Linked DNA regions of Mus musculus: region 1 is linked to region 2. Evidence: chromatin contacts called from public Micro-C data. All regions are on one chromosome and are shown on one strand. Each heading gives the region's core, a stretch centred on a gene start, on an enhancer-like site or on the middle of the called end of the contact. The rest is flanking DNA. Distances are from core to core; before and after follow the strand shown.

Region 1 (2,905 bases), core at 374-2,873, 220 kb before region 2:
TTGCTTTGTGTTTTGTTTGTGAGACAGGTTCTAAAGTATCCCAGGCTGGCTTTGGTCTCACAGTGTAACTGTGTCTGGCTAAGCTTATCTTCAAGTCTCTACCTTTCACGTGCTGGGATTCCAGGCATATTCTGCCACACCTTACAGTAAATTCTCTGTGTGTGCTGTAGTCTGTACAGAGGTGATCGCCTCACATGGGCACTTCTGAAATGGCTCTTGGCACTAAAGAACTAAGGACTCTTTACCTTAATTTGTTTACTGTGTGTGACCTCCATGGGGTCAGTGGTGACCTAGCTAGGTCATTGTGTGGCTACAGCTTTGTTGGTGGAGGTCAGAAGGGAGCACTCCCCATCTCCTCTCAGCCCTGTGGCCCTGCTTCAGGTGCCTCCTGTGTTCTGACTTGTGTTGCTTCTTTAATTTTCACAGTGTGAAGAGTGCCAGTGCTGGCAGCACGGGGTCTGCATGGGCTTACTGGAAGAAAACGTGCCTGAGAAATACACCTGCTATGTTTGCCAAGACCCTCCAGGTAGAGACTGCTGGAGTTGGGATGTGAGCAGCGTGTAATCGCTTCCTTAGACAGCAACTTTCAAGACACCATGTCTGTGCTCTTGATGAATCTTTGCTGATGGCTAGGTGACTCTGATCACCTTTGTTGCAAGCCCTCCTGGTGGCCAGTCCTTCTGAACGTAGCAGTAAGGGATGTGTCTGAAGATGCTTACCTAGCAGAAGGTCTGATCTGAAATGTAGTGGGAAACACACATGACATTGTTGACAAGAAGCACAGAGTTCCGTAGGTCTGATAAAACTATCCAGTGTGGAATGCTCCATGAATTATTCTGTTGGTCTTGCTCAGGGCCTGGCTGATCTTTTGTTCCAGTTTTGGCAGACACTTTCTTCCTTGAGAGCTCTGAGGATGGGCGTGTGGCTCTCTCTGTTGGTGCCATTTCAGGGATGTCGGAGGGCACATTTGCACACACACACACACACAAACATCCCAGCCCCCATTGTGTCACTGCCCCTGGAAGGGATGAGCCTTGCCTGCTCTGGAGCACTCTTAAGCGGAGTCTTGCTCGGCTCCTTAGTGGGGGTCATTGGTTAATGGGTAGTGGCTCTTGACTGTCCCTTCCACCATGCCCAGCCTGTTTCAAGGTTTCTTAGTGACTGAAGAGTGAATGAGTCAGGTTGGAAGGTGCTGTCTCCTGAGTTTTTGGAACAGGACGTGCTGCCTAGTCCCTGAGCTTAGTTTTCTGTCCTTTCTAAAGAGACTTGTGATGAGCCGGACCCAAGAGCCATCCAGGTCATCTGTTACGATGGGAAGCAGAGATGGGTCCAGAGAAGGGAGGGCTGTCACCTGTCTAGTTAAGGTCTGGGGCCTGTCACTTGTCTAGTTAGGATCTGGAGTCTTCTGTTCATACTCAGTCCATTTGAGACACATTCCAGGCTCTGGAACTGCAGCCATCAATATGACGGATCCTTTTCTGTCTTTTAATGAGACTGGGGACAAAGAACAGAAGTTGAAACAAGTTAAATAAACCCAAGACAGGTGTACAAGTGAAGCTAGGAGGGAAAGCAGAGAGGGGGAGCCAGAGGCTCTCTGATGCTGGCTGGTGGCCAAAGGCCTGCCTGAGGAGATGGGGAACATCTGTCCTGGAGAGGCCCAGGGGATGCCTTGTCAGAGCTCTGGAGGAAAGAGGTCAGGCCAAGGAAGAGATTTGTGTGTGTGTGTTTCTAAAACTCAGACAAACCATGATAAGGGTGGAGTGAGGAGAAGAGGAAAGAGAAGGATGCTGTCAGCCTTAATCGATCGATAGGGATTTGGGGTTTCCTTCTGTGAGCAGTCAGAAGCTGTGGGAGAGTGAGTGGAGGGGGGAAGGAAATGACTTCAATCTGAAGAGGTAATTCAGCCGGCCATGGTAGTGAACATTTGTATCCCAGAACTCTCCAAACAGAAGCAGGAGGAACAGGTTCAAAGCCAGTTTAAGCTACATGGTTAGTTTAAGGGTTGTCTGAGCCATGTGAGGCCTTGTCTAGAGAAAGAAGGGGAGGGGGCAGAAAAGATGGGAAGGGAGGGAGATAGTTGAAAGGAGGAAGACTACTGATCAGAATTGGAATCCGTGCTCTAGCCCCTGCTGCGGGTAGGAGGGCCCAGGCCTTATTTCAGCTTTGTCTCCAGCACCGAGTAGAGGCCAAGGAAACGTGAACAGAATGAGCACAGCCATCAAAGCACAGGACCGCGGAGGGGACAGGACAGCCTGGGTTCCTCAGGCATGTTTGACTGTTGCAATGTCGTCTCTTTAGGTCAGAGGCCTGGCTTCAAGTACTGGTATGACAAGGAGTGGCTGAGCCGGGGACACATGCATGGTCTGGCATTTCTGGATCAGAACTACTCCCACCAGAATGCCAGGAAGATCGTGGCCACCCACCAGCTGCTCGGGGACGTGCAGAGAGTGATCCAAGTGCTGCACGGCCTGCAGCTCAAGATGAGCATTCTGCAGTAAGTGTGTGCCTGCAGCTCTGGGCAGGAGCTTACTCAGGCTCTCAGTTCAGTCAGGTTTGGGGAAAAAGGGAAAGCCACAAAGACCTGTACCACAAAATCTGTTACTATGCTGAGCATGTGGCTTCGGGTTGAGTGTTTGCCTAGCATGTGTGGCACTGAGTTTGATTACCAGTACGCTCCCCCACCCCACTCCCCCAAAAGTCAGTTATGTAATAAACGTTTCTTTGTAAAGCAGTTGACTTATTGAGGAATACTTTGCATGTAATTAAGTTCACTTATTTTAAGACCTCATTGAATTTGATAAGTGCATATATTCAGGCAACTAACACTGTAAACCAGGACATGATGTGTGCATTTGGTTTCTCTTGTTTGCCCGTACAGGAATGTGTGTGTGTGTGTGTGTGTGTG
Region 2 (2,921 bases), core at 365-2,864:
GAGGCAGGTTAGGCTGAGAAAGTCAAACCCACTAACCCCTGAGTCCCATGGACCATCTTAAAACATGAAAAACTCCAAAAAATGCATGGTAGCTTGTTTGTGTTCCCCTTCAGTCAAGCAAAGGAAACTGGGGAAAGGGTGCTTGCTAGAAACTCCGAGACCCCCTGTGGGACCCACTGAATCAGAGTTCCAGGGAACCAGCCTTTTAAACAAGTGCCCCAGGCAAGTCTCTTGCAAATTCAACTTTAAGAATCCTGGAAGCTCTACCCAGGAGCCAGACCCTTGGGGGCTTATGTGAGAGTGCAGGGAGAACACGGTCCCTCTTGGGAGGATCCTCAAGTCTCACCAAGGTGGTAAGTCCACTGCACAAACCCAACGCTCCTGAGACTGTCTCAGGACCCTGTGTGTCCTGCCTCCAGGGTGGAAATCAGGGGGCTATTTTCTTAATTGAGAAAGATGAAGACAGGCTTTGGGGAAATCCCATATCTATACCCCAAGTTATTGTATCGGCACTTGTGGAATCCTGGCAGGATTTACCCATTTCAATGTATTCGTCTTCTCGCTCAAGCTGCCGCTCACCGCTCACCAGATTGATCGTGTTCTAGACTTAAGCTCCTGGTTCCATTACCTGAGGGCTGAGGGCTCTGAGCTTGTTACTTAATCTCTCCAAGGCCCTGTTAGGTGAATAAGGATGTTTACAAAGGTCAGATGAAATAATGCCCGGAGAGGGACCGCATGGCCACTGTGTTGCCTGATATGGAAAACTTGGTCTTCCTTATGGAGTCCCAGGACTGTGCCTTGCAGAACTCCAAATCAAAGCTGGAAGGACGCTGGGAACCCTCTGTTTAAAGACTGCCTTTTACTGAGATCCAGAGAGACAAAGACCAACTCGGCACGAAAGATGCGTTTGCTGTGTTCCATGAGTCATTGTGCTTGCTTGTCTTTAATTCACAGCTGGCTTGAGGCAAGGCCAGATCGTGTGCAGAGCGGGCGAAGAGCCAGCTGTGTACCTGCTTTCTCTCCAGTGCTTTGAAAATTGGTGATGCAGTCATGATTTAGTTCATAGAGCGTTTGATTGAACTGGTACCCGCCATGGTCTGAGCTCACCAGATAACAGAGAGCTTTCTTGTGAGGCATAAAACTAACCCAGCTGGGATTCCATAGCTGCCAATATCAATATCACACAGTCAGGGTTGCTTTGGGGGCCTTGAAGCCTGATACTCTAGAAAGGAGGCAAGTTTCTGCACCTACTAGCAGAGGTGACAGACTTAAACATTATGACACCGTGTTGTCAAATATGCATGTCTTGATTGACATTTGTAGTTACCCAGGATGCACATGGTCCCCAGGCTGTAGATTAGACCAGCCCCTTTTCTGAGGGCTTCTGAGGTCCCAGCACAACCAAGACTCAGACTGGTGCACAGCACTCTCCTCTAGACCGCTCATTCCCTCGGGAAAGACTTGGACAGGGTGACTTCTAACATTCCTGAGACGGGCTAGGTCTTGGCCTGGATGCAACTGAAGTGTGATGGAGAAGCTACCCAAAGGGTGAGATGCCCGCAGAGAAAGAATGGGCAGAATGAATGTTGGTGAGCTAGGACCAGAGTTAAGGGGTGTGCCCCACCTGCTGGTGACAACTGGAACTGCTGACAGAGGGACCGGTTCCAGCCACCACCTCCTTAGCCCTGAAAACTGTAGTCGGTACTCATGAGGAGTACAGGAGCCCACCTTGGAGTTATGGACCATTTAGAGCTGGCTTTTAGGGCCTTGGCATTTATGGGTTCTTGAGGATTTGCAAAATAGGGAGGAGTCATAGACAAGAACTTCACTCTGTCCTCCGGTAGGTGATGTTACCTCTGTGAGTCTCGTTGCATAGGTGATCTTAAAGGGGACCAGAGTGTCATCCCATTGGGAGGTCATTGGCAAGGCTAACTGAACAATGAAGGTGGGAGTTCAGTGTCCCCTAAGAAGTGTTGACAGTTATGGGACACTGCTGAAGGTGACTGGATCCCTGGCCCAATATGGCTCTCTAGAGGACCCTGCAAGGACATGCCACCAGAACTCCCAGAGACATCTCTAAGCTTGCTGGGTCCCACCCAAGCCAAGGGGAAAAGCAGCAGGAACTTGAACTGTTCCCATTGGTCAAACCCAGGTAGTTTGAAAGCCAATTAAGGGGTGGTGGTGGTGGTGTGGATGTGTGTAGCACTGTGCACACCTCTGTGTGTGTAGGGGGGTAGTGGTGTGTGTGTGTGCATTACTAGGCACACCTCTGTGGGGGGGGCATCTTCCTTAGTCACTCTCTACCATTTTTAAAATCATCTTTATTTATGTGTGTGTTTATCTACAGTGTGTGTATGTATGTATGTTTGTGTGTGTATGTATATGTATGTGTTTATCTACAGTGTGTGTATGTATGTATGTTTGTGTGTGTATGTATATGTATGTGTTTATCTACAGTGTGTGTATGTGTGTATGTGTGTGTGTGTATGCATGCAGTGCATGTGTCTGTGTGGGGTATGTATGTATGTTTGTGTGTGTATGTGTATGTATGTATGTATGTGTGTGTGTGTATGTGTGCATGCATGTGTCTGTGTGGGGTATGTATGGCGGTCAGAGGACAACTTTGCAGAGTCTCTCCTTCGTCCCTGGGGCCCTGGGGATTGAACTTTGGCTTTCAGGCTTGGCAACAGCACTGTCACCCATTGAGCCATCTCACCAGCTCCTCTACTTTATTTTTTGAGATAAGCCTCTCATGGAACTCGGAGCTCACTGATTCAACTAGGCTGGCTGGCCAGTGAGCTCCGGGCATCTGCCTGGCACCTCCTCCCCAGAGCTGGGACCACACCTGGCTTTTTTTCATAGGTTCTGGGGATCTGAACCCAAATCCTCCTGCCTGTCTGAGGATTTTACTAATTATGGCA

What was found. Hi-C and Micro-C count contacts between places; a contact is called where the count stands out from the background.
Region 1: a contact with region 2 is called in a Micro-C map of palatal mesenchyme, with 2.6 times the contacts expected there. The contact joins two enhancer-like sites. A contact is called at or near these places in 1 of 39 promoter capture datasets (hippocampal neurons), 2 of 15 datasets of contacts at CTCF or cohesin (the NIH/3T3 cell line and embryonic stem cells), 65 of 484 Hi-C or Micro-C datasets (3T3-L1-derived adipocytes, B cells, the Ba/F3 cell line and 46 more), 4 of 115 datasets of contacts at active chromatin or transcription factors (the HPC-7 cell line, astrocytes, bone marrow-derived dendritic cells and 1 more) and 3 of 9 other capture datasets (adipose tissue, liver and pancreatic islet).

What each region holds. Positions count from the first base shown.
Region 1 is chr2:156,296,223-156,299,127 of GRCm38.p6, forward strand. It overlaps Phf20 (PHD finger protein 20), which reads left to right. Exons shown (of 18, transcript NM_172674.2): 14 at 427-526; 15 at 2,299-2,494. Among named protein-coding and RNA genes, the nearest start is that of Cnbd2, 15 kb to the right of the region's middle. Within about 2 kb of position 1,624, at least 43 of the 459 cell types and tissues checked have an H3K27ac peak or open chromatin away from gene starts, as enhancers often do. A contact at or near this core is called in palatal mesenchyme, where this site is marked.
Region 2 is chr2:156,514,352-156,517,272 of GRCm38.p6, forward strand. All of the region lies in intron 15 of Epb41l1 (erythrocyte membrane protein band 4.1 like 1), which reads left to right. Among named protein-coding and RNA genes, the nearest start is that of Gm33977, 17 kb to the left of the region's middle. Within about 2 kb of position 1,615, at least 14 of the 459 cell types and tissues checked have an H3K27ac peak or open chromatin away from gene starts, as enhancers often do. A contact at or near this core is called in palatal mesenchyme, where this site is marked.